6 separate regions of the Mus musculus genome follow, and all the other regions are linked to region 2. The links are chromatin contacts, called in public HiChIP or PLAC-seq, Micro-C and promoter capture Hi-C maps. All regions are on one chromosome and are shown on one strand. Each heading gives the region's core, a stretch centred on a gene start, on an enhancer-like site or on the middle of the called end of the contact. The rest is flanking DNA. Distances are from core to core; before and after follow the strand shown.

What was found. Promoter capture Hi-C pulls out the DNA fragments that hold promoters and counts their contacts. A called contact is a pair of places that touch in the nucleus more often than the background predicts. HiChIP or PLAC-seq counts read pairs in DNA pulled down with a chosen protein or histone mark.
Region 1: a promoter capture Hi-C map of liver shows a contact between it and region 2, with 2.8 times the contacts expected there. The contact joins the enhancer-like site here to the promoter of Fastkd3 in region 2. A contact is called at or near these places in 2 of 39 promoter capture datasets (both in liver), 3 of 115 datasets of contacts at active chromatin or transcription factors (astrocytes, embryonic stem cells and large pre-B cells) and 2 of 9 other capture datasets (adipose tissue and liver).
Region 3: a Micro-C map of the G1E-ER4 cell line shows a contact between it and region 2, with 3 times the contacts expected there. The contact joins the enhancer-like site here to the promoter of Fastkd3 in region 2. A contact is called at or near these places in 8 of 39 promoter capture datasets (the 3T3-L1 cell line, 3T3-L1-derived adipocytes, cranial neural crest and 5 more), 9 of 484 Hi-C or Micro-C datasets (B cells, the G1E-ER4 cell line, Th1 cells and 2 more), 13 of 115 datasets of contacts at active chromatin or transcription factors (the NIH/3T3 cell line, bone marrow-derived dendritic cells, bone marrow-derived macrophages and 6 more) and 3 of 9 other capture datasets (adipose tissue, embryonic stem cells and liver).
Region 4: a contact with region 2 is called in a FOXA1 HiChIP or PLAC-seq map of pancreatic cancer cells. The contact joins the enhancer-like site here to the promoter of Fastkd3 in region 2. A contact is called at or near these places in 5 of 39 promoter capture datasets (the 3T3-L1 cell line, cranial neural crest, liver and 2 more), 7 of 484 Hi-C or Micro-C datasets (CD4 T cells, bone marrow-derived macrophages, centrocytes and 4 more), 6 of 115 datasets of contacts at active chromatin or transcription factors (embryonic stem cells, forebrain, large pre-B cells and 1 more) and 3 of 9 other capture datasets (adipose tissue, embryonic stem cells and liver).
Region 5: a promoter capture Hi-C map of the HPC-7 cell line shows a contact between it and region 2. The contact joins the promoter of Zfp874a here to the promoter of Fastkd3 in region 2. A contact is called at or near these places in 1 of 39 promoter capture datasets (the HPC-7 cell line), 1 of 484 Hi-C or Micro-C datasets (CD4 T cells), 1 of 115 datasets of contacts at active chromatin or transcription factors (embryonic stem cells) and 1 of 9 other capture datasets (adipose tissue).
Region 6: a contact with region 2 is called in an H3K27ac HiChIP or PLAC-seq map of embryonic stem cells, with 4 times the contacts expected there. The contact joins the promoter of Zfp874b here to the promoter of Fastkd3 in region 2. A contact is called at or near these places in 3 of 39 promoter capture datasets (cranial neural crest, hippocampal neurons and stem cell-derived epiblast-like cells), 1 of 484 Hi-C or Micro-C datasets (nephron progenitors), 2 of 115 datasets of contacts at active chromatin or transcription factors (embryonic stem cells and thymic regulatory T cells) and 2 of 9 other capture datasets (adipose tissue and liver).

The regions. Positions count from the first base shown.
Region 1 is chr13:69,700,069-69,704,375 of GRCm38.p6, reverse strand. It overlaps Ube2ql1 (ubiquitin-conjugating enzyme E2Q family-like 1), which reads left to right. Exons shown (of 2, transcript NM_001145162.1): 2 at 203-1,544. The coding sequence ends at 334. Among named protein-coding and RNA genes, the nearest start is that of Gm35618, 4.4 kb to the right of the region's middle. Within about 2 kb of position 2,800, at least 7 of the 459 cell types and tissues checked have an H3K27ac peak or open chromatin away from gene starts, as enhancers often do. A contact at or near this core is called in liver, where this site is marked.
Region 2 is chr13:68,579,633-68,583,820 of GRCm38.p6, reverse strand. It overlaps Fastkd3 (FAST kinase domains 3), which reads right to left and starts at 1,611. Exons shown (of 7, transcript NM_027123.5): 1 at 1,471-1,611; 2 at 1-282. The coding sequence starts at 259. It overlaps Mtrr (5-methyltetrahydrofolate-homocysteine methyltransferase reductase), which reads left to right and starts at 1,652. Exons shown (of 15, transcript NM_172480.3): 1 at 1,652-1,756; 2 at 3,106-3,270; 3 at 4,125-4,188. The coding sequence starts at 3,142.
Region 3 is chr13:69,631,627-69,635,534 of GRCm38.p6, reverse strand. It overlaps Nsun2 (NOL1/NOP2/Sun domain family member 2), which reads right to left. Exons shown (of 19, transcript NM_145354.5): 17 at 3,865-3,908; 18 at 2,268-2,307; 19 at 1-1,963. The coding sequence ends at 1,684. Among named protein-coding and RNA genes, the nearest start is that of Nsun2, 22 kb to the right of the region's middle. Within about 2 kb of position 1,799, at least 8 of the 459 cell types and tissues checked have an H3K27ac peak or open chromatin away from gene starts, as enhancers often do. A contact at or near this core is called in the G1E-ER4 cell line, where this site is marked.
Region 4 is chr13:69,591,774-69,596,040 of GRCm38.p6, reverse strand. It overlaps Srd5a1 (steroid 5 alpha-reductase 1), which reads left to right. Exons shown (of 5, transcript NM_175283.3): 3 at 1,024-1,125. Among named protein-coding and RNA genes, the nearest start is that of Srd5a1, 18 kb to the left of the region's middle. Within about 2 kb of position 2,395, at least 28 of the 459 cell types and tissues checked have an H3K27ac peak or open chromatin away from gene starts, as enhancers often do. A contact at or near this core is called in muscle stem cells, olfactory sensory neurons and pancreatic cancer cells, where this site is marked.
Region 5 is chr13:67,448,957-67,452,951 of GRCm38.p6, reverse strand. It overlaps Zfp874a (zinc finger protein 874a), which reads left to right and starts at 1,328. Exons shown (of 4, transcript NM_177712.4): 1 at 1,328-1,440; 2 at 3,476-3,602. The coding sequence starts at 1,435.
Region 6 is chr13:67,481,721-67,485,685 of GRCm38.p6, reverse strand. Zfp874b (zinc finger protein 874b) reads left to right here and starts at 1,433. Exons shown (of 4, transcript NM_001076791.2): 1 at 1,433-1,545; 2 at 3,841-3,965. The coding sequence starts at 1,540.

The DNA.
Region 1 (4,307 bases), core at 1,551-4,050, 1.1 Mb before region 2:
CCTGGCTCCACAGTGCACCCTCCACCAAAGCTGTAACGCCCCACATCAGACCCATGAGAGGGCCCACCCTTGCTTGTGGTCAACACATGTTGATTCAAACATCAGAAATGGCCTACCACCTTATGGGCCTTTGGCAAACCTTTGAGGAGACAAAGATCTTCTGCTGAGCCTCTAACCTGGTGTCTTTTTCCATCTCATGCAGGGACGGATCTGCAGAAAAGCTGGCAAGTCAAAAAAGTCCTTCAGCCGCAAGGAAGCTGAAGCAACCTTTAAGAGTTTGGTGAAGACACATGAGAAATACGGCTGGGTCACCCCACCCGTGTCTGATGGCTGATGCCTGCACGCTCCCCAGACACTCTCGAGCCGCCCGTCCACACTCCACCCTGCCATCTCCTCCACCGCTGTGCATCTTCCACCCTTTTCTACTCCAGCCAGAACTGTGTTCTGAATGCAAAGGACACACTTAAGTTATTTATGAACTGACGTGTTTACAGAGAGAAAGAGCAAACTGTTTGGGATTACATTTCCATAATAAATGACCGTCTCTAAGTCACTTTAGAACACATGCGAGTTGACGACTTTCCCCAGTCCACCTCCCCTCTGCCCACCTGTCGAATCTCCCTTAGCTTCTTTCCACGACAGCAGCCTTGAGCAGCCCGGAGGGAACTCAGTGCCCCGCCCACTCCATTTCCATATACAAAGGGGCTGTTAGCAAGTCAAGAGAGCCGCACATCACTGGGCCGGCCAGCCCCTGTTTGCTGAGATCTCTGTTTCTCTATCTGGCAGGTCGACATAACTTGAAGATGTATCTTTCTTTCTGTGGCCTGTGGTCTTCTGTGATGACATTTAGACCTCATTCATGCTATGACCTTTGGCTCATAAGAACACAAATCTAACATTGCCAGGTTTTAGTGTTGACTTAAAAGTACAACTGCCCACTTGATTAAAATGTGCTCCCATGCTTATCTTGTTCTGTGCTGCTGTTCGAAGATAAACCTGTGCCATTTGATGAGAGGCAGGGGATGCTGCGGCCACCAGGGGGGGTTCAGGACATGAGGTGCCCCTCCCTGGGTGCTCAGATCAGCAGATGGCCAGAGGGACAGTCTCTTCAGACATTAGGGAACGCTCCAGCAACAGTGCTTCTGTGTCTGTCTCCTCTCAGCCACCAGAAGAAGACAATTTCCCCTTTGCCGATGTCGTCGGACTCACTTTGTCTTCCGTGCTAGTGACAGGAGACACCAGAACTGCCAAAGGACACCAGGTGACACAAGGGGACTTGCATGACCCGGTCTGTTACTTCACCCACTAGTCACTTGTGTGTCCCTGACTTGAGGCAAGAGCACCCTAACTGTGGTGTGACCTCCCGTTATTTAATCTCCCCACACTTTCATTTTACTCTTCTGTTAAATCACCTAGAACTTTCTAAGAAGCTCCATGAAATGAGGAGATAATGTTTATGACAACATGCAGACAGAGGTAAAATGTTCATTCCAAGTGGAAAATCTTATTGGACACATTTTAAATAAAACCATGCATACCTGACACCCAGTCTCGAGAATCAATCATGGTGGGCTAGGCTTCCACTGGAAGTCTGTCTGTCTGTCTCTTCTTTCCTTCCTTCCTTCCTTCCTTCCTTCCTTCCTTCCTTCCTTCCTTCCTTCCTTCCTTCCTGCCTGCCTGCCTTCCTTCCTTATTTCCTTCCTTCCTTCCTCCCTTCCCTCCTTCCTTCATTCCAGCCTCTCTGTCTGTCTATATATCTATATTCCTTTCTTTTTTAAAAAATGTAGATGTTTTGCCTGCATGAATGTCTGTGAACCACATGCATGCCTGGTGCCCTCGAAAACCATTAGAGGGCATTGAATCCCCCTTTGAACTGGGCTCACAAATGGTTATGAGCCACCATGTAGGTTCTGAGAATTGAATCCAGAGCCCCTGGAAAAGCATCTAGTGATATTAACTAGAGAGCCAACTCTCCAGCCCCACTGGAAGTATTTCATCTGCATTTAAAGTGTTAAATTTCAGGCAGCAACACACATGTGTCATGAGCAGCATTTTACAGGCAGGAAACATATCATAGGAGCCCATACTCTTACAAGTACCTGGGGACTAAAATGATTCCAGGAAGCTGACTAGAACCTACCAGAAAGCATGGCATGGCTGGCCATGCTCAAATGTTGCCACTTTGTTTTTTCTAGCTATGAAGGGAGAGTCAGCTTCTTGGCTAACTCCATGCAATTACTTGGGCAGTGTGGGCTTCTCCTTGTTTAAGGATGCTTAAGGACCCAGGAAAAAAACTCATCTCAAAGGACAGAGAGTGGCTTTTCCCACTGTGTCTGGAGGCCAACCAAATATACCCAGTCAGTTTGCTTCTTATCACTGTTTCTTTTGAGACAGGGTCTCCTGCATTCTTAGCTGGCCTCAGTCTCATTATGTAGGTGAGATTAGTCTCGCTCTCCTACTCTTCCTGCCTCCACTCCCAAGTGCTAGGACTGTAGACTTGCATCACTTTTCCCAGTGCATTCAGAACTGGGCTTTGGACATAGTTTCATGGATGCTAGGCAAACACTCTTCCAACTCAGCTATGTTTGCAGCCTCCTGACCACTTTCTTACTCTCCCCAGATACACAAAGCAACTGCTGGGCTCAGAGGACAAGATATTAAAAGGGATTTGCCTGTTCAAGTTCCCCCAAAGCAGTCACCGGCCACTGAAACTGGATGGCCAGTGAGCATGTGCAACTCTCCATCCTGAACGCTGACTGGCCTTTGTACCTATGGCCGGCTGTCAGGTGTTATGGTGTGTGTCTTCACATGTGGACTTTGAGAAGTCAGGACACAAACTGTCCCTCAGATACTAGGGAGCCAGTCTCTAGGTAATCTCTTATTCCAACAAACAGTTTCAGGAGAAAAGAAGACACAGGTGCAGAGTTGGGTCTCTGCATTTTATCTGCTGGCCGAGTGAAGAACTTTTCTTTCCTTATCCCAGGGTGGGCTTTAACAGAAGTAGAGCCAGAAGACTGGGTATCACCCCACTGGCCCCGTGACTGCCATCCACCAGGTGGGAAGGCATTACACCCCATTTTACTCTTCCTGGTGCCTGGAGCTTAGCTTGTGTTGCATGGCATTTGTATTATTTTGTATACATTTATGGAACAAATCAGATATTTGCTTTAAGAAATGCCATTTTTCAGCTAGGGAGATGGTTCACTCTCCTGCCTGACATGCAAGCTGGAAGACCTCATGCAGATCCTCAGAGCCTACGAGAAAAGCCATGTGTGGTGGTGTGTGCCTATAATGACAGCCTAGGAGGGAGTGGGGGAGGGGGACACAGATCCCCACAGCTCATTGGCCAGCCAGTGTAGCTGATTAATCATTGACCTTTGTGTTTACTGAGAGACCCTGTTGGAAAACAATAAGGTGAACATCAACCAAGGACAGACACCAAACACCAGGCACCAGACTCCACATGAATGCACATGAAATGGGTGATTTTTTTTTATTATTTTAAAGGCAGTAAGGGATCCCTTATAACACAAATATTGCTATGACTCTATCCACCAGAAGCCACCTTCCCCATGGTCTGTGCCAGGGCAGGCCAGTGTAGATGCACCATGCCCTCCTCATGCCTTAAGGTAATGCCTGTTATGGAGCCCAGTGTGAAGAGAAATCTCACTCCAGACCTAGAGTGTTCCTCGAGTCTCATCTCCACAGAGCTAAGAACTCTATCTCCCTTCAGGCAAAAAGGAGGTAACTGAACAATGGGCAGAGACACTTATACTCCACCATCTCCCCTTGCCAGCTAGAAGTTAAATCAAGCCAGAGGTCACAAAGTCACGAGAACAAAACACACAGATAAGTGAGCTTCCTCATGGTGCAAAACCCTTTCTGCAGCAGAGCATCCTGAATACCCACCACAGACTGCAGACGCCAGGCTGGACCTTACGTGGTCCACCAGGTAACTTTGTAGCAGATGAAGGGTCACTGGCATCTTAGAAAGCCTTGAGTGAGCCCTATCACTACACCCACCACCACCCCGGCTACACAGGTGATACTCCGTAAGAGTCACATTCATAAACATTCATCATTTTGTGATGCAAGCTTTAGCTCCAGATCTTTCTGTTTCCATGCTCGTGCTATCTATTAAAACTGGACCTCATTGCTTTTGGGAGAAACAAGTCTATAAACCAGTGGAAACGACCCTGGGTTGCAAGAGAAAAAAAAAAAACCTTATAGTCATATAATTCTGATGGGTCCATCCACCGGCCTGAACTTGGGTTTTCATTGGATGCAATCTCTTAACGAAATGCATG
Region 2 (4,188 bases), core at 362-2,861:
ATTCCTGCGCCTGGGAGGACCATGGCTCGCCCACGGGATGAAAGTCATTTCCCTTTTCTGAGTGGAAGTTTTTACAGTATGCGTGATGGAATCTGACCCTGAACAGCTCAGGTTGTAGGGAGCAGAAGCACACACTCAGGCGATCTGTGACTGCCTTTGGGGCATGACTGGCAGGGTGAATTTTCAGAGCAACCACAGCTCCAGGTATCCAAAGAATGGACTTATGACAAAAGGCCCTCCGCAGGGTGATGAACGCCATGCCATAGAATTCACAACATGTGACTTAGCATAAGAAAAACAAAAACAAAAACCATGGTCAAATGCTGAGAAAGACAACACCAACGCTACGAAACTAAGAATGAGTATCCCATGACAAAGATTAAAAAAAAAAAAGAACCTTGCAAAAATATTTTAAAAACCAAGGTTTACTTTTCCCACCGAGCCAGGAAACAAGAGAAAGCCTGGGAAGGGGGTCCCCACTCTCCTGGTCCTGATTGCCACACCCAATTGGCTGACACCCAACAGTTGCACCATAACTAGACAAGGCACCGGTAGAAGACATGCACACCCCTTTCTAGGCAGTGTCACTAGGTTTTTTTTTTTAAATGAACTATGCCTTATATCTAAACTCCTTGAGTCCTATGTGTATGTAAGGATCTCAGATTAATGTTTTACCACAACGTAATTCCTCTTCAAAGGCCATGTTCTATGGACAAAGTGAAGGGTGTGCACCAAGGCATGTCTCCTTTAATATGTTTAAAGTTGGCTGCTGATTAAATAGCCCCCCAAACCCCATAATCCTATACATAAGTTACTACTCAGGCTTTCAGGCTTACGCGTCTCTTCAGTTTTCAAAAAAGGCTATTTTTTGAGTAATCAGAACTCATTGACCTTGCTGCGCTCTGGCTCATTCTGAAATTTCTTTTCAGTGGCCCTTGAACACCTTAGTGTTGTCGGGTAGACTGAAGCATCATAGGGCTGACTTCCTGTGGCTTCACTGTGTCTGGGCGAGATGCTGGCTCCTAACCCTAACTGCGATCGCTGCCCAGCCCTTACTTTAAGTCCTGCCTATGGGCTAGGTTACTGTAATTCAGTTCGTCTGGTTGACGCTTTTCCCGCTAAGGACCCTGCAGCCCAAGGAAACCACCTCTGTGTACAGTGAAGCTGGGCGCGAAGAGGAAGAGCTGGAATTCAGATTCTACCTCCAAATCTCGACACTCACGTGATGGGGAAAGGGAACGTCAATGTTGATAATTGCGAGAGAGGAGGAGCAGCCGACAAGATTCAAACTCCGGGTATGAGCCGGGCAAAGCATGGTAATTCGCGCTGAGAAGCTGGGCTGGGGCTCACGCACAATCACAGAAAAGCAAGCGGAGCAGGGCAACGGCGGAGGCAGGCGCCGCGCGACCGGACCGGAGCCCACGGAGCACGAGTGGGGAAGCCCGGGGGTCCTAATCCCGAGACACTTACCGAGCGGCTCCAAGCCGCACCCGGGACAGGACAGACACGGAGCTTCCGAGCCCTGGGAGCGTCCGTACACGGACGCTGCCCCTTACCTGGAGAACATTCCGGCGCGTGCGCGGCACTAAGGCCACCCACCCACCCACATCCGGCGATCAGCGATTGGCCCAGGTCCGCCCGCATGTCTGTTGGCGGTCGTGCGGAGCATGCGTGCTGTGCCGCGCGCGTGCGCAGTGCTCCCGGACTGTGCCTGTCGGAGGAGAACGGGGTTCCGCGCGGGAATTCGCGCCTGGAGGTATTCGGCGGGGGACGGCGGGAGCGACGGAAGCGGTGGGGGAGCCGGGACTCGCGCCTGCGCAGTGGGGATGAGCCGCTGAGTTTTCCGGACCGCGGTGGGGTTCACGGGGAGCACTTGGGAGGCGGACCGCGGTGGGGTTCACGGGGAGCACTTGGGAGGAGTCGGCTCCGCCACCTTTCCCAAAACCTCGTGAGCTCGCACGTGTCACCCATTGGTCCTGTCGAGTCTGTGGCAGTGCTTCCCGATGAACCTTTGAAGGGTTTGTGTCCTAGCTCCCCAGCGGATAAGCCACAAGTGCTTAGAAACTAACTAGAGTTGATTCACTCAGGAAAAGATAATTTTATATAGGCCGGCTACCACTCAGCGTTAGCCACTGGATAGAATGGCGGAGTGTGGAATCCCAGAGCCCTTTATCTTCTTTTTCTCTTGGTTATCTCCGGGGTAAGGCATGAATTAGAAATACCGTCTCTGTGTAAAGTCCATGTACGCTGACTACTGATAGATGCAATGATGCCATCTTTGATGACGACCAGTGCTTTGATTAGGATCTAGCAGGAAACACGAACTCCCCAGTTTCACGTGAACATTGTACAGTTACAGTTTTGGTTTTTTAAAGATTACTTATTTATTTTATATATATGAGTATACTGTGGCTGTACTGATGGTTGTGAACCATCATGTCGTTTCTGGGACTTTGAATTCAGAACCTTTACTTGCTCCGGAGGATCCTGCTCGCTCCAGCCTAAAGGTTTATTTATTATTATATGTAAGTACACTGTAGCTGTCTTCAGAGGCACCAGAAGAGGGCGTCAGATCTCATTAGGGATGGTTGTGAGCTACCATGTGATTGCTGGGATTTGAACTCAGAACCTTGGGAAGAGCAGTCAGTGGTCTCTTAACTGCTGAGTTACAGTTTGTTTTTGTTTTTTGTTTTTGTTTTTTGTTTTTTTTTTGCTTTGTTTTTAAACGGCAGAAACAATAGCCTTTGTAAGCGACACTGTGTTTGAGCATGGCTTAGCCCCTTCACCATTCAGGCTTATGATCCTAATTCAGAGTACAAATGGGCAGAAAGGCAGATCACTCCTATAGTTAGGCACTAATGAATGACAGACACTTGCAAGACCCAACAGTAGCTAGAAATCAAGAGTGGGTTTCACGCCATCAGGGACAATTCAAAAACGTCACTTTTGTATACCTCCTGTCTTAATTCTCTCATACTGCGATTCGTTTAAAATCAGTGCTAAGGAACAAGTTTAGAGAAGGCTGTTTGAAATTATGTTTGGGTGTCCTGCGGGCTACCTGCTTCATTAAACAGTGTACCCCTTTCTTCCTTTTGTGGTTTTTAGTCTCACTGTTAGAGTTGCAGCTGATGACCTGAGGTGATGAGAAGGTTTTTGTTACTTTATGCTACACAGCGAGGACAGGCAAAGGCCATAGCAGAAGAAATAAGTGAGCAGGCTGTGTCACACGGGTTTTCCGCAGATCTTCACTGTATCAGTGAGTCAGAAAAGGTAAGAGCAGCTATTCCTGTGCATTTTCCTGTACTTTGTTGTGGAATGAGGCAGTATACCCATTTTTTGTTGCAGGGGGTTTGCCCAAGCTAGCCTTGAACTCACATTGTAGCTTTGGAGAAATGAACTTTGGATCCTCCTGCCAACTAGCTGAGTCTAAACACAGAATTATACATTTGAATTAGGTTTAAAAAAAACCTCACAGCCTCATTGCACTGCAGCCCATCTTCACTAGGATAGCTCCTGTTGCTCCTCGGTTCTTTCATTGTTTTAAAGTGTGTTTGTTTATTGGGACAGAACAGGGCTCTTTGTAGACCAGGCTGGCCTTGAACTCTAGAGAGCCACGGGCCTCTTTTATCTTTGTTTCTGCCTCACCTTGACCCTGTAAAACCCCTTTGCTCATGTTACTTGTGTGTGTGTGTGTGTGTGTGTGTGTGTGTATGTGTGTGTGCATATACCTACCCATGTACTGCCTTGCTGCTCAGCGTGTCCCTTGACAGATAATGGGCCTGTTTACTTCTCATGTTTTCCTGAAATACAGAATTCGATAACAGTCTGGGGGTAGATGGGGCTTTTCTTGTGTGCCATGTGGAGGGAAAAGTGTTAAACTCTTCTGACCTCCTGGTGCCATCAGCGAAAGTGAACTAGCCTTTGAGTTACTGGGCAGCGTTATTGAGGCATCTAGTCACAGCACTGTTGACCAGGATATGTTTACGGTAACTCGGCCAGAAGAAAAATTAGAAGGAAGCATGCAAGACAGGAGAGTGGGTTCATTGCCTCCAGTTGCTTTGTCTTGATCTTGCCAGCGTGTTAAATCACAAATCTGCACTACTTACTGCATCCTTGTTTTGTAGTATGATCTGAAAACAGAAACTGGCCCTCTGGTGATGGTTGTATCTACCACGGGTACAGGAGACC
Region 3 (3,908 bases), core at 550-3,049, 1.1 Mb before region 2:
TAAGGGGGTCTCTACAGGACGGCATCCAAAGCTGGCATGGCAACTCATGCTGAGAAGCCCAGTACCTAGGAGGCTGAAGCAGGAGGTTCTCAGGGTCAAAACTTAACAAAATCATGTCTCAAAAAACAATGCTGATGCTGTTGAAGTCTGATGAGGAAAAAGAACCAAGTCTTAGGAGACCTCCCTGTAAGACACAAATAAGGACGAAGACAATGGCAGACACCTGCCTGCCAACAAGCAAAGCTGTCACCACGAGGTGACAACCAATGGTAACACAAGCCCTAGCTGCACTGCCTATCTGCTCTAGTTAGACTTAAAAGCCCAAAAATATTTTACAAAGTAACTAACCCGCACCCTGTAAGAGGAGGAGTCACAAGATGGAGGCAGCCTGGGTAGCACTGGCTGAGGCTGACACCCGTCTTCTTGACAGTGAGGTACTTGCAATGGCTACGGCTTATTGATCTACTCACCTCAAGGTCAGGTCCAAGTGTAAGACCTATGCCAGGAAAGACCCACTGCTGCTAAAATGCCTCCCCCGGGCAGGGAACTAAGCAAAGTCTGCCCCTCCTCCTAAGAGCCCAACAGTGTTTCATCCACACTCCACAGCTCTACCAGAATTCATTCTGGGAACCAATGAGTTTCTGGGCTTACTTGTAGAGCAGGTGAGCGCTACTTACAGAGGCTTGGGTTTCCCTACCCTGCAAAGGCAGTGCCAAAGTCTTTAACCAGCAGATGACAGCTTTCCCATAGCCACAGAGATGGAATCCCACCCTGGTCTTCTTTGGCCTGTATCCTCCGGTCCCTCCCCAAGGAAGAGTTACATACAACTTGAGGAATGGCACAGCTGGACATTTAGGTGAGGCTCCTATGACCCTCCCCAGGGCATATAAACAGTCATCAAATCCAGCTGGACTGATCGTTTATGAGCAAGGCACAGCTGAGTTCCCAGAGGTAGCCTGTTTAGCTCAGAGCACATATAGGGAGGCCGGAAGAGCATTGGTGTAACTGATGCTCAACTGTGCGGACAAAATGCATTACAGACAGAGGGAAGGAAGAGCTCCTGCAAGGACTCTGCCGGGAGAATCTGGGCGAGGGAAACACGGCTGACAGTCCAGCTTCAAGTCCTGTATGAGACACCAGAGGGCTGGCTTTTCTCTCCCATTAGCCAACTAAAAGCAAATCCAAGTCTCATGCCAAGATACATGATCATAATAGCTCTTTATTTCATGACCCAAGCAATCTCCACCCCACTTAAAACAACTCCAGGATAAGCACAAACGGTCCCCAAAACTGCTGTCATGATTCACCAGCCTTCCCTCTGAGATGGCTTATCTCACCCTTTATCACAAAGGCACAGAAGTCACCTGAGACCTCAGTGTCAGCATGACTGCACAGCACACTGGTGTGCAGTCCAGAAAGTATTAAAGCATAGATAGATAGAGCTGCTTCCCAAAGACTTGTAGACTTTTACTGTCGTTTTAGAAGACTAGGTCAATACTGGCCAACAAGGGATCTGAACTTCTGCAAAGGCTGTTAGCCTTTAACAGCAGAAACATGTATCCACTCTGCAAAAGCGACTCCTAACAGACTGTGGCCACCACTCATTTCCAGGTCCCTGGCTAAGGACATTCTAGGTTTGATCTCCAACAACGGATGGTACCAATTCATTGTGTGAAGACTCCTTCACCGGGATGGCTCAGCTGCAGCTGCATCACAGCCAGGGACGGAGTCTGGGACGCAGGGGTCTTGTGCTGTCTGCTTGGCATCCTCATCTCCAGGCTGCTCTGGGCTGGCAGCATTCTCATTGGTAAGAATGACTCCCTCTTTCTTCTTTTCTCCCAGTACCTCCAGACCCATCATCCTGAGATAATGAAGCCGCTCATTTTTGGGCACAAAAGTTCGAATAGAGGCCTTTCCCCGCCACCCACACAGCACGATGGGGCACTGGAGGGTGTCTGGATTCCTGCCAAAAAAGAAGTCCCGTGTAAGCATTAAGCATGCTATTCACTCCACCATCTTGTGATACCAACACACAACCTCTGGAAAAAGTGCTGTGCCCACTGCCCTATCCTGCATGTATGCGGTCAGAGTTGTGACCCTGCCTGCTACCCTTAGTGCCTCTGCTGCTGAGAACTTCCCAAAGAAGAGCAAGGCCCTAAAACCCCTGCAGGCTGTGGCTCCTGTTCTAGCCTTCAAGTAAGTGTTGCGGTCACACCATGAGCTGCCACGCACAGCTACTTATCCAACACGGAGGCACGCATACTTACGCAGAATCTGGCTCATACTTCAGCACAACACTTCCCTTTGCTGGAAAAAAAAAGAGAAAGACACTCGTGACAAGGCTTTCACTTGGTGACCATAACCACTGAGCAGATGTGTGTGCTGTTTCCAAGAAGGGTCAGTGAGCTCTTGGTCTCAGGGATATAGGTGGTAGAAAATCACAGGGGAGCCCAAATGACAGAGGAAGGAAGGAGGGAGGGAGGGAGGGAGGGAGGGAGGGAGGGAGGGAGGGAGGGAGGGAGGGAGGGTGGTGTATATGCAAGTGTGTATAAGTGTGTAGTATTTAGCACACTCTCTGGGGAAGAAGCATGAAGTTGAGAGTTAACTGGTCAGTTCTCAACACTCAAGGTTAAACAGTCTCAACTAGCTACAGCACAAAATAACATGAGAATTACCAAGTCCTATACTCTATCACCTCAATACAGGGTAAGGGTCAGTGGGACAGCTCAGCTAGTCCAAGTGCTTCCTGCCCAAGCCTGAAGACTGGAGCATGAGGTTAGATCCAGAACCCATGTGGGCAGGCAGAGGAAGCCAATCTCTGCAGGTTGCCTTCTGTCTTCTACATGTGTACTATGCCTCATACCCAACCAAAGATATAAAGTAAAATAAACCTTCACAGAAGAATTAAAAGAAAGGGGCTGGCGAGATGGCTCAGCGAGTAAGAGCACTGACTGTTCTGTCAAAGGTCCTAGTTCAAATCCCAGCAACCACATGGTGGCTCACAACCATCTGTACAGCTAGTGTACTCATATACATAAAATATATAAATACATCTTTAAAAAAAAAGAATTAAAAGAAAGAACTGTGAAGTCCCTGCTCCTTCTCTGCTGAAAGTGCAGGTGTGCCTCACACCAGGGCGAGGAGAGTACAGGAGACAAAGACAGAACGGATGGTACCCTAGGCTGAGCTGCACTCACAACAGATGTGTAAGGGTACAAACAGAAGAAAAGCAAACGGGACACACTTGGTGAAGATGTCGCCACGGAGAACGAACACTGGAGTTTGGGAGTTGTAAGAGGACAGTGCAACCAAGACTGCTGGTCTGATGGGCCAGCTCAGCTTAAGGGGTCAGGCCAAGTACAAGTTGGGGTTCCATGAGGGACAAGGCAAAGAACCCTCAAAAGGGCTCAGGTCTTTACCATAAATGGCACTGCACATCACTAAGCCCACCACAGTCTCTGAAAGGTTATCTCTAAGTGACTTAAAATCCCTTTGGGAGTGACTGTCCTGTCAGCAGTTATTATCCTGAACTCCATCTGATTGTGGGTGCTCTAGCAACACTTGTTATTCCGTATTACTTGCTGTGTAGCCAAGCATGACCTTGAATTGCTGATCCTGGTAAGTATTAGAACTACAGGCATGCACAGTTCACGCAGGGCTGAGCATGCTGAAGGAACCCTGTGCCAACTGAGCCCATCCCCTGCCAGATAGGACTGTTTTTCCTCTCAGTTATCCTCAATCCACGACTGGTCAAATCTGAGGGTGTGAGGCATGCAGAGGACTGAGTGAAGCATGTGCAGCTGTCATCTGCAGTCCTCATGTTAGGAATACAGGCTGGCCAGCGTCTTGGATCCCTTTACTCACCAAGGTCCTTGACTTGACTGTAGGCCTCACTGCTCAGTTTTCTA
Region 4 (4,267 bases), core at 1,146-3,645, 1.0 Mb before region 2:
GTTGTTGCTGTTATAAAGCAGAGTTTTGGCGTTTTACTTTCCCGGTGAAAATAGCTGGTGTGACACGTACACTTTCAGTGATGACCACTTCTGAGAGCCTCTTTCCTAACCTCCATGCAGGAGCAGACGTGAATGCATCTTCATTAAAGTCTCGCACGCCGCTCCCTAAAAAAGGAACACTCTTGATGGCTCTAAGAAACATCCCAGGGAAAGAGACCTCAGAGGTGCTGGGTGGGGGCCAGCGAGAGCCGTGTAGTTTGTAACCCCTGGGGATGGAAGCTAAGGGGATGAGTGGCCAAGTGACTGAGGAGAGCTGACTCGGGGGCTGGGAGCAGGTTAATGGGGTGAAAGCCAGGGACGTGCACTACAGATCCAGAAGGAAAAGGAAAGACGAGGAGCAGAGTCAACGATCCTAACCTCCATGCCTACTCCCCAGGGGTAAGGTGTGTAGCCAGTAAGCATGTGCCTCTCCTTATATGGAGGGGAAGCCTTGAGCATTTCCTCATGCAGTTTTCCAGAGGAAAAGGGGAGATAAACCTACTTGCAGGCTAGTTCCCTGTTCAGGTCATTCGTGCAGGCTATTTCCCCCATCCAGATCATACGTGCAGGCTATTTCCCCTGTCCAGGTCATACGTGCAGACTATTTCCCCTTTCCAAGTCATACGTGCAGGCTATTTCCCTCGTCCAGGTCATACGTGCAGGCTAGTGCCCCTGTCCAGGTCATACGTGCAGGCTAGTTCCCCTGACCAGGTCATAAGTCCTGTTTTCTGTTCCTGTCATGGTAAAAACACAGGTTGAGACCACGAATTAGGTCAGAGTGTTTTGGGTAGAATGGCTGTCCATAGCATGCTCAAGGAAGCAGCCTACTGCCACTGCTCGCACTGGTACATGTGGTGTTGCTGTGAGCCACTGCTCACACTCAGGCTGACATCAGTACAAAGGATCGAGGTGTGCTGTTCAGCTGAGCATGGCTTTCTTAAGTCTTGTCAGTTATTAACTATAATCATCTTGTTTATTCTTCAGGCTTTGCCCTGTGGTTAGTGGGCATGGTGATAAATATCCACTCAGACCACATCCTGCGGAATCTGAGAAAACCAGGGGAAACTGGATACAAAATACCCAGGGGTAAGCATGGAGGGAAACTGGATACAAAATACCCAGGGGTAAGCATGGAGGGAAACTGGATACAAAATACCCAGGGGTAAGCATGGAGGGAAACTGGATACAAAATACCCAGGGGTAAGCATGGAGTTGCTACACAGTTGCTTTGCACACTGCCCACTTGCCTTCCTTTCTCAGCTCTGCAAATTCACAGCCTCACCGGGCAGCATTTCCTACTGACTGAAAGTTTACATCGTGAACCACAGTTAGATCTGGCTTTTTGGAAGATGATTAAGGGGTGAAGGCTGTCAGTGTTTACAGGCAGGACAAGGAGGAGGACGTACAGGCCACTCTGGTACTTCTGGTCCAGCACTGTGATGGAATGGCTTCTTTTATCAAATCTCCATCTTTAAAAGCTATATAAAATATTGGATGAGATTTGTTGTTGTTGTTGTTGTTGTTGTTGTTGTTGTTGTTTAGAAAAACCTTAAAAAATACATTAAGTATACTGCCTGGAAAAGCAGTCATGTGCCAACAGCATCTGAGTGTGTGGAGGAGTTTGAAGAATAGGGTGTAACCGTGAATGACTGGTACCCCTTCCTCTTCACTTATAGCCCAAATCCATGGCCCTTGGTTCATCTGAGAAGCTCAGAGCTGTGGGTTATGTTCCCTATGGTCTAGGTGTGGTGCTTCCACTGGCCGTAAAGTCCTGGAGGCACCTGCCTTCACCACATCCATACAGCCCTCACTGCAGTGTCATGCCCAGAGGAAGGGATGTTCAGAAGTTGTGGGTCCCACGAGGAACTAGAACACTGTGTATCAGAGTTCCACTGACCTGGAGGACTGGATAGGGGCAGATTTTAAAGTGGGGGTGCCATTGATGGGTAAACTAGGAAAGGTTTGTGGGTGAACCTAAAACTTTGATAAAGAAAGCATGTGAGGTTGATTAATAACAAAAATAAGATGTGCCCCCCCAAAAAAACCCCAGTAAAATAAACCACACCAAATTTCAAATTAATGCCAATTCCTAAGAGTCAGGAAGTAGAAAAGCCAACCCAAAAGTTCCAATCGTGTGATAGGATGCTCCAGTCGTGTGATAGGCTGCTGTGTGACTTTTCCTGAAGAGGTATGAGCGATGATCTATTCCCCCAAGGCAGGGCACTGAAGACTGCACAAAGAAAGGATCCCACTCCATTCTAGAGTAGTGAGCAGGTGGGTTGCTTGGTGTGGCTTACGGGAGCATGGGTGACTCAGAGGCAGCTGGGCCCCCACAGCCCACCCCAGCCTGGGGAGTGACTCACAAAAGCCACATTGCTGGAGTACCCTGCTTGACTTGCCCACTGGCAGCTTGCCGGGTCAGAAAGTCTCTCCTCCCCTGCAGTGACTATGGCCTTTCTAGTGCGAGAGGTGCCCTGTCAACCCTATCACTTTTTCAAGAGATTCCTGAACCATGTAAACATTGCGGGGTGGTTTCTCGGTCGCATGCCTTCCTCTGTGTTCGAAGGTTTCAGTTTGACGGAGACAGCAACACAACTTAGGCGTGGTAGGGGACAAGAGCTGAGGGATGGGAGAGGGTTGTTGAGGTTGTGAGCGGAGTCCAGTGCGGCTCTCCAAAGGAGAGCGTGCCTGGGCACTGCCCCTGCCTCCTGCCTCCCATTCACATCTGCGTGCTAAGTACCTGATTCCAGATGTGGGAGACTGATGCAGGGCACAGACAGAAGGATGCACAAAGTGCTCAAAGCCCAAGGAAGTGACAGGTTCAACGAGCACACCTCTCTTGTTGCTACAACCAGTTACCGATCAGAGAGTAACTTGAGGAGGAAGTTTTGGCTTGCGGTTGAGAGGGTACCAGGAAGCATGACAGAATGTCTCGGCTGGGACGCCTCACCTCAGGGATCAGGAAGCCGAGGTGAAATCAGGAATGGGCTAGAAATACTCTGAAGGTCTACCCGCCTTGACAGCCACTTTCTCCTAAAAGTCCTATAAGCTCCCCCAAATGGTGCCAGACACTGAGAACCAAGTTTACAGACACACGAGTCTATGGGGCACACTTCATATTCACTGTTGCTCAAAAAGTCCAGAGATCCCAGGGGAGGGTGGTGCCCAGGCAGAATGGTCCCATGGAAGCCCAGAGGCACTCCATATATAGCAGCCCGTCCCTCTTGCAGCAGAGATGCCATCCAGATGCTTGCCCCTTTCCCTTCTTTTTCATTCAAAATTCTCACCGTGTATTCATGGCTGGCTTAGAACTTGTTCTGTAGACCAGGCTACTCCCAAGCTCACAGTGACCCCACCCCCACCCCACCCCACCCCCATCCCCTGCTCCCACTTTCCAAGTGACTGGTATCAAAGGCGTGTGCCATCATGCCCAGCTCCTCTCATTCCTCGATGCCAGATTTATGTCCTAACCCAACATATTAAAACCCGAAGATCAAGAAAGAGAAAATGAGGAGACCGTCTCAGACACGGTTAAGGAAGCAGCCGCAAAACCTGTCTGAACAGGAATGCCTCCCAGCTAGCAGAGGAAGCTGGGGCTGACATCCCAGTGCGGTTTGTCTGGCACAGACGTGAAGGGGATGCAGCATCAGGACTAACAACTCCTTGTCTGCAGCAGCACATCCCCAGAGGCCTCCACAGCCCTGAGGGCAAGCTGAGCAGAAATGCAAAGGCTAATAATGTCTCCCAGACAACCAGAGATGCCACAGGCACCCAGGAAAGGCCAGGCAGGCAATCTCTTCTACAGTTCATCATTTCTAATCTCTTGAGTGCAGAGGAATGCCAGGAACACCAGAGACAACAGAAGAACAACCAGCAGGTCCCACCCGAAGGATATTAAAACATGTAAGTGAAAAGAGAATGAAATGAAGCCTGAGAGACTGTTCCATGATACCTGCACAAAGCAGGGGGACCTCCGGGGTGCCCTGAAAACCAAAGTCAAGAGAACATTGGTGAGGAAGCCTCATGCCTGCCATTCAGGGGAGCTCAGCACACACCACGGGTAACTGACAGAAAGCCATCAGCTGCACCGGACAGTCCTCCGCTTGGTTGGCTGCTCAGATCCTTGAGGGGACCTCCCAAGGAGGAAACACAGGCTTTTACCGTAGCGTTCCTTGCATGTACTCTGTTGGTGGTTTTGAAGACCCAGGGCACCAGGGATGGATGAGAT
Region 5 (3,995 bases), core at 79-2,578, 1.1 Mb after region 2:
TAGCCGGATTGAGAGGAAGGTGAACCTGGATGGTCCTGGTGTGGCAGGCCTCTGATGGGCTGCCTTGGGCTGTATGGTTGCGAACCTGTGGTTCTGTATGCTTCAGGAGTCTCAGGTTTGATGAAGGTGGGCAGATATGTGGCAGGAGAATGGAGGACCTCTCGGATGGCGGGCTGCTCCAGCAGCTTGGCTTGCCCCAGAGGACTCAGATAGCAGGGAAGAAGGGTTGGGGAAGGGAACCTTACCTGTGGTTCAGGAGTCTGATGGAGGTGAAGGAGAGGTGGCAGGAGAGTGGAGGTTCCCTGGGTAGTAGGCTGCTCAGAGCAGCTTGGTTTGGCCCAGAAGGGATTCTGTTATTTCCAAGGAAAACTGCCAATATAACATACTATTTCCCTCTCTCCTCCTCCTTTTTTTTTGGGACAGTCCCAGTACAGGCCTCTGGCTCTCCTAGAACTAGAGTTTCTCCTGTCTCTGCCTCCCAAGTGATTGAAGGCATATCCATAACATCTGGCAAGTTCCTTTTGTCTATTTTTCTATTTTTTTTTTGCAAGCTTAAGTAACATTTTATAATATGTAGAATGAAGATTAAAATAAACATATTGATGAGCAACAACTTGTAAACTTAACAAACAAAACATGGAAAGGCTTGATTCACAAATATCTTCTGTGATGAATCTGGATATTTCTGGTTTTGTTGTTCTTTGTTTTGTTTTGAGACAGGGTTTCACTGTGTAGCCCTGGCAGGCCAGGGACTCACTGTAAACAAGGCAGCCTGGAACTCAGAGGTGCCTGAATTTGCTTGCAGTGAGCTGGGATTAAAGACACCGCAGGCTGTGAATCTTGAATGTCAAAAGCAGCCTGAGTCCCTGCTTTTGCTCTTTGTCCTCTGTGAGGAAACTTTATTGTGTGCCGGGCACCCGCTCTTAAATTACTAAAAGATAAGTTCCTGGCAACTTCCCTCCTCCAGAAAATTGTAAAACTCTTTTGAAATGATTAACGCATGGTCTGGTTTCTGCAAACTAGCTTATTGCCACTTAACTGGCAGTGAGGTGGTTCCTCAAATAGCTGTAAACTCCACGGAAATTAAGGAATTAAGAACTTTACAGTGAAAATCCGGAAAAGCGGCACCTTACATAAACATTCGGCTCGTTAGAACTGGACACAGTTCATGGTCTCCTTGTTTCCTAAGTAGGTGACACTACATTGCAGACACACATCAATGTAGAAATCCAGGACCTTTAAATAATACAACTCACTCTCCTAGGACTCCTGCAACGCCATCGCACAGACTTGTGGGAAATGTAGTCTGCAGCACGGTGACGTCACAGGTCTGCACTTTTAGTAAACAGTTCATCTTTTAGTAAGCATGTGCGGCTCTTATCCAAAGCTGGGCCAGACTCTGGTCCTGCTGTGCTCTCCCGTTGGATCTCTGACATGGAGGTTGGTCCAGGGTTCAGTCATCCCAGGGTCTGTGCGGGGTGCATAGTTCCGGAAGGAACAGGGACCGGATGGAATGGGAGCTGGGAAGAGCTGATTTGGAGGAGCTTTCTGGACAGGGCTGGTGAGAGGGCGCTGCGGGGGTTGGTGGGACTGACCCCTGCGTTAGACTGACAGAAATCAAGGAATGGAGAAGCTTGTAAGTTCAAGGATTGCCTGGGCAGTGTTGGCTGGGTGAAGGTCTTTGCCTGGGCATGGTGATTCTGGGCGTACACTTTCCAGCTTTCTGGTGGAAGCATTAGCTGGGTCACTCTCACGTGGATATTACTGGATCTGTCAGTAAGTTTAGTTAAGAGGAGATCTGGTCCTTTCTGTACTTTATGGCTGTCTGTCACGGAGTTCAAGACCACTGAAAAAAACTCCGAACAAAACTAGGAATTATGAGATAAAACCAGCCGGGCGGTGCTGGCGCACGCCTTTAATCCCAGAACTTGGGAAGCAGAGGCAGGCGGATTTCTGAGTTCGTGGCCAGCCTGATCTACAAAGTGAGTTCCAGGACGGCCAGGGCTACACAGAAAAACCCTGTCTCGAAAAACAAAACACAAAAACACACAGAGAAAGAGAGAGAGAGAGAGGGAGAGGGGGAGGGGGAGGGGGAGAGGGAGAGGAGAGAAGAGAGGAGAGAGAACCAAACAAAAAACAACCCAAACTGCTTTATTTAGAGCCACAATCTCCTTTGCCAGTTTGAGAACTGCTGCAAAAGGGAAGATAGGGGTTGGAATTTTTAAAGGCACACACCACAAGTATCTCAACTCTGGGGATTTTCTGCTATGTGGGTTTTTTTTTTTTTCTTTTTTTGGTTTTTTGTTTGCTGTTTGTTTTTGTTGCTGTGTTGTACAACAGCTTAGTTGGAAATGGAGCTAGCTTTTAACTATCACACATGCAATAACTCTTGTCTTGCTTTGAGGTGACAGAAATTGCTAGGTTCCAGGGTCAGAGTTTTGCGTACTGGAGATTGAGGTGTGTGATGTTTCCTCCACTTACCTGGAAATGAATTGTGAATTTACAGATGGTTCACTTGGATTAGGAATCTCTCGTGGAAAGTGTTTAATTCCTCACTTGAAATGACACAGATGTTTTCTGAAAGGATATTGAGCTGTTTCTCAGTGGAGGATGAACTAAAATCTCCCTAAGTAAAACAAGAGATAAAACTTTTGCCTCAGAGGTTGTAAGCCTGAGATCGAAAAACCTGTCACAAGGTGTTAACAAAGGACACCAGAGGTGCCCTCGTGTTAACACTGCACACACGCTGCCTGTTTCAGTTGGTCAAACTCTTTTGTAAATGTACAGTTCTGATTTATAGGTTTTGTGTACATATTGTCTGTCCAGAATGACTAACCTACTGTTGAACCAAACATCTATGTTCCCCAATAAATTCTCTGTGTTTCTGGATGTCATAGCCTCTTCAGTCTCTCCTAGCTGAGAGACTGTAAGTCTGGCCCTGCTGTGAAGAAGATTTTTTTTTTCCCTTCAACATCTCAGTGTTAGATCCTGGTTTTCAACATCATAACAAGAATGTCTACTGATCCTTACATTAACATCCCCATCGGAGGGCATAACAATGCCATCACAGGAGACTCTGAGAGTTGCATTGCCATAGCAAGCCTACATGTGGAGTGAAAAATAATAGAAACTACCAACTCTCCCTATTCCATCCAGGATGGTGATGTGAGTGTGTGAACCCCTTTCAGGATGGAGACATGAGCTGGTGTGAGGCCTGATGGCTTAGGGATTTTACTGATTTGGAGGGAGCATGAAGGTCTGTGAAGGGAACACAGCCCTGTACACCTGATTGGCGCACGGTGGGCTCCTCACCCTGTCCTTTGTGTGTGGTTTTGTGTTTTGCTGTTTTTCAGTCAAACCAAGGGTTTGTGACCTGGAGACTGGCTTATGACTCTGCAGTTTATTTGTATGTATTTTATTACTAGTGCTTTAAATTGATTAACAGTGTGATATCATTCACTTGTCCTTATTTCAGGAAATGCTGTCCTTCTGGGATGTGGCCATTGATTTTTCTCCAGAAGAGAAAGAATGCCTGGAGCCTGCTCAGTGGGATCTGTACAGGGATGTGATGCTGGAGAATTTCAGCCACCTTGATTTCCTGGGTGAGGATTGCATCTATCTTCTTCACCATCAGTGTCTAGCTTCCCCCTTTGATGCAATATCTCACTGAGTTTTCTATTATATCCTTCCTTTTAAGGAAATAGTGGGGAGACTGACCTATAGCTAAAAATCATCTTGCTTTCTCTTCTGTTTGTAACCTGTGTGTGTTGGAAGTATGTTTCCTTTACATGGGAATCATAGAAAGTTAATATAAATATTTTGCAATTGAATTTTTAATGTTTTCCCTTTAAATAAAGGTCAGTATAAGTGCCTCTTCAGTATTCCAATATACCAATCAGAAACATGTAAATAATTAATTTTTTTGATTTTCTAACTTCCATCATCTCTTTTCTTATAAGCAGTATTCTAGACGGAACCATACTAGTCCCAGTAGA
Region 6 (3,965 bases), core at 184-2,683, 1.1 Mb after region 2:
AAACTAACTTTCTTACATGTAACAGTAATCTTCAACTCCAATAGTCCCGTACAAAAACACATACAATCCAGTTATTATATTTATAAGCAATAAACCTAGATTGGCAGAACTATACTAACTTATCCCCAGCTAGGAGACCGTTGGTTATCTGCAGTTTCTCCTGGTCACGTGGTTCAGCTCCATCTTAGCTGCTGCTTCCTCCTCTCCTGTCATCTCTCCCTCCCCATCTCTCGCTCTCCAAGATCTCCTCTCTCACCTTTCCTCTCCACGGCCCAATCACAGGCTTTTGCTTTTATTGACCAGTAAATGGGGAGAAGATTCACAGGAGAGCACCTGAGTACTTGATCCACCACTCTCCCGGGGGCCACCCCTCTTGAGGATGCAGAATTAACATGAAAATTCAAACAACATCAGGACAACCCACAACACTTACATAAGCTAAAGGTTGAAAATATGGACAAAGGATCTGCGATGGATCTGGGCGATCTTTACTGATAAACAACAGAGAGGAGGACTTTAAAATTGTTCGATACTCCGGAGGCAGAGGCAGGCAGATTTCTGAGTTTGAGGCCAGCCTGGTCTACAAAGTGAGTTCCAGGACAGCCAGGTCTAAACAGAGAAACCCTGTCTCGAAAAATCTAAATAAATAAATAAAATTGTTCGATGATTTAGTCTGTTTCTCTTGACTAACCTCCGACACGAATGGATTCCAATATTCACATGAAAACGATTTCCTGCAGTGGCTTGTGATCTGTGTACGGCTTGTAGTTGATTTCTAGAAGAGCCATTGCACAGGGCATCCAGAGTGATGGCGCTTAAGCCTTGTGGTGATCTCCTGTAAATAATCCGTGATTGTTACCTAAAATCCATGGCATTGTCTTCTTTGGGAATATCAAAAGCTTAGCATAACCTCAGTTATAAAACAATCCTGGTAAACCCGACACATTGGCTGTCAGTCCATCAGAAGCTGATTCCCCGGCGGCTTTTGCTAAAGCTTATCACATCCTGGAGTGTCTCTATCTCTTACCATCTTGGTAACTCAGTACACTGACAAATATTCACACAGGGTGTCAATACAGGAGAACGCGGCTCACTTAAGTATGTGCAGTACTGGGTATTAAGCCAAAGCCTTGAGGCAGTTTCCTCAAATAGCTGTAAATTTCACCGGAAATGAAGAAATTAAGAACTTTGCCAAGAAAATCCTCTGCCCCTTTAAGCTGGACCACAGAAACTGAGGAATGCACTCGGCTCGTTAGAACTGGGCTCAGTTCGTGGCCTCCATGCTTCTTAACTAGGCGACACTAACTAGGTGACAGACATCAATGCAGAAATCCAGGACCATTTTGTAGTACAACTCACTCTCCTAAGACTCCTGCAACGCCATCGCACAGACTTGTGGGAAATGTAGTCTGTAGCACGGTGACGTCACAGATCGGTACTTTGGTAAACAAGAGTTCAGCTTTTGGTAAGCATGTGCGGCTCTTATCCAAAGCTGGGCCAGACTCTGGTCCTGCTGTGCTCTCCCGTTGGATCTCTGACATGGAGGTTGGTCCAGGGTTCAGTCACCCCAGGGTCTGTGCGGGGTGCATAGGTCCGGAGGGAACAGGGACCGGGTGGAATGGAAGCTGGGAGGAGCTGATTTGGAGGAGCTTTCTGGACAGGGCTGGTGAGAGGGCGCTGCGGGGGTTAGTGGGACTGACCTCTGTTTAGACCGACAGAATTCAAGGAATGGAGAAGCTTGTAAGTTCAAGGATTGCCTAGGCAATGTTGGCTGGGTGAAGGTCTTTGCCTGGTCATGGTGATTCTGGGCGTTCACTTTCCAGCTTTCTGGTGGAAGTATTAGCTGGGTCACTCTCACGTGGATGTTACTGGATCGCTCAGTATGTTTAGATAAGAGGAGATCTGGTCCTTTCTGTACTTTATGGCTGTCTGTTACGGAGTTCAGGACCACTGAGAAAGATCACCAAATAAAACTAGGAATTAAAAGGTAAAAAACAAACCAACGAAACAAAACTGCTTTATTTAGAGCCACAATCTCCTTTGCCAGTTTGAGAACTGCTGCAAAAGGGTAGACAGGGGTTGGAATTCTTTAAGTCACAAAACACAGTTGTCTCAACTTGGGATGGTCTGCTTCATAAGGCATTATATTTTTTGTTTGTTTTCTGAGCAAGCACAGCTAAGAGAGATTAAAAAAAGCAGAATGCATGTCCGGTTACTATTGTTTGCTGTTTGTTTTTGTTGCTGTGTTGTACAACGCTCAGTTGGAAATGGAGCTAGTCTTTAATTCATCGCACATGCAGTTATTCTTGTCTTGCTTTGAGGTGACAGAACTTGCTAGGTTCCAGGGTCAGAGTCCTGAAGGGAGCATTGGTGTACGTGATATTTATCCCACTTTCTTTGAAATGAATTGTGGATTTAAAGAAGATTCACTTGGAATAGGAATCCCTCATGGAGGCTGTTCAGTTCCTCACTTGAAAGTAGCTTGACACCCATGTTTGCTAAAAGGATATTGAGCTGTTTCTCTTTTTTTTTTTTTTTTTTTTTTTGGTTTTTTCGAGACAGGGTTTCTCTGTATAGCCCTGGCTGTCCTGGAGCTCACTTTGTAGACCAGGCTGGCCTCGAACTCAGAAATCCGCCTGCCTCTGCCTCCCGAGTGCTGGGATTAAAGCCGTGCGCCACCACGCCCGGCTTGAGCTGTTTCTCAATGGAGGATTAATTAAAATCTTCCTAAGAAAGACAGATTTTAAAAAATTGCCTCCAGGGTTAGGAACCTTAGAGGTTGTAAAGCATGGGATTGTAAAATCTGTCACAAGGTGTTAACAAAGGACACCAGAGGTGCCCTCACTGTAAGATTGCACACACACTGCCTGTTTCAGTTCCTGACCCTTGGTCAAACTCTTTCGTAAATGTACAGTTCAGATTTGTGGATTTTGTGAATGAGCTGTCTGTCCTGACTGACAAACCTGTTGAACCAAACATCTGTATTTACAATAAATTCTCTGGGCTTTCAGATATTGTGGCTTCTCTGTTCTCTCCTATCTGAGAGACTGGAAGTCTGGCCCTGCTGTGAAAATTTTTTTTTTCCTTCAACATCTCAATGTTAGCTTCTGGTTTTCAACTTCATAACAAAATGTCTACCACTCTGAACTGAATCCTCACACTAAGGCTCCCAAAGGGAGGCAGAACAATGCCATCACAGGATACTCTGAGCTTTGTTCCAGCAAGGTTAATCCTACAGTGCTGAGTGAAAAATAATAGAAGCTACCAACTCTCCTGTTCCACCCGAGACTGTGAAGTTGAGAGCGTGTGAACCCCTTCCGGGATGGAGACATGAGCTGGTGTGAGGACTGATGTGGGCTTAGGGATTTTACTGATTTGAGGGTGGTGAAGGTCTATGGAGGGAGCTCTGCTCACCCGACAGGCTGTGTGCATTTCTCTCCATTCACAGCCTTGTGTTCCAGGCTTCTGTATAGTCTGGTATTTCTGTTCAGCCAACTCTGTCACTGAATGTGGCATGCAGGTTCTGTGATGTCCCTGAATGTGATGTCACTGAATGTGGCAGGTTCTGTGATGTCCCTGTATAGTCTTATGGAAGTGTTTCTTCAATACTTGCACTATAACATAAACATTGAAAATGGAATTGGGGAGCTCTGGGTCAAACAGGGCACATTGCAGACTCTTCACCCTGTCTGTTGTGTGGTCCCTGTTTTCTCCACTTCTCAGTCAAACCAATTGTTTGTGACCAATTGGCTTATGACATTGAAGTCTATTGGTATTTATATTATTATTAATTGTTTAATCAATTAACAGTGTGGAATCATTCATTAGTCGTTATTTCAGGAAATGCTGTCCTTCCGGGATGTGGCCATTGATTTTTCTCCAGAAGAGAGGGACTACCTGGGTCCTGCTCAGTGGGATCTGTACAGAGACGTGATGCTGGAGAATTATAGCCACCTTGTGTTCCT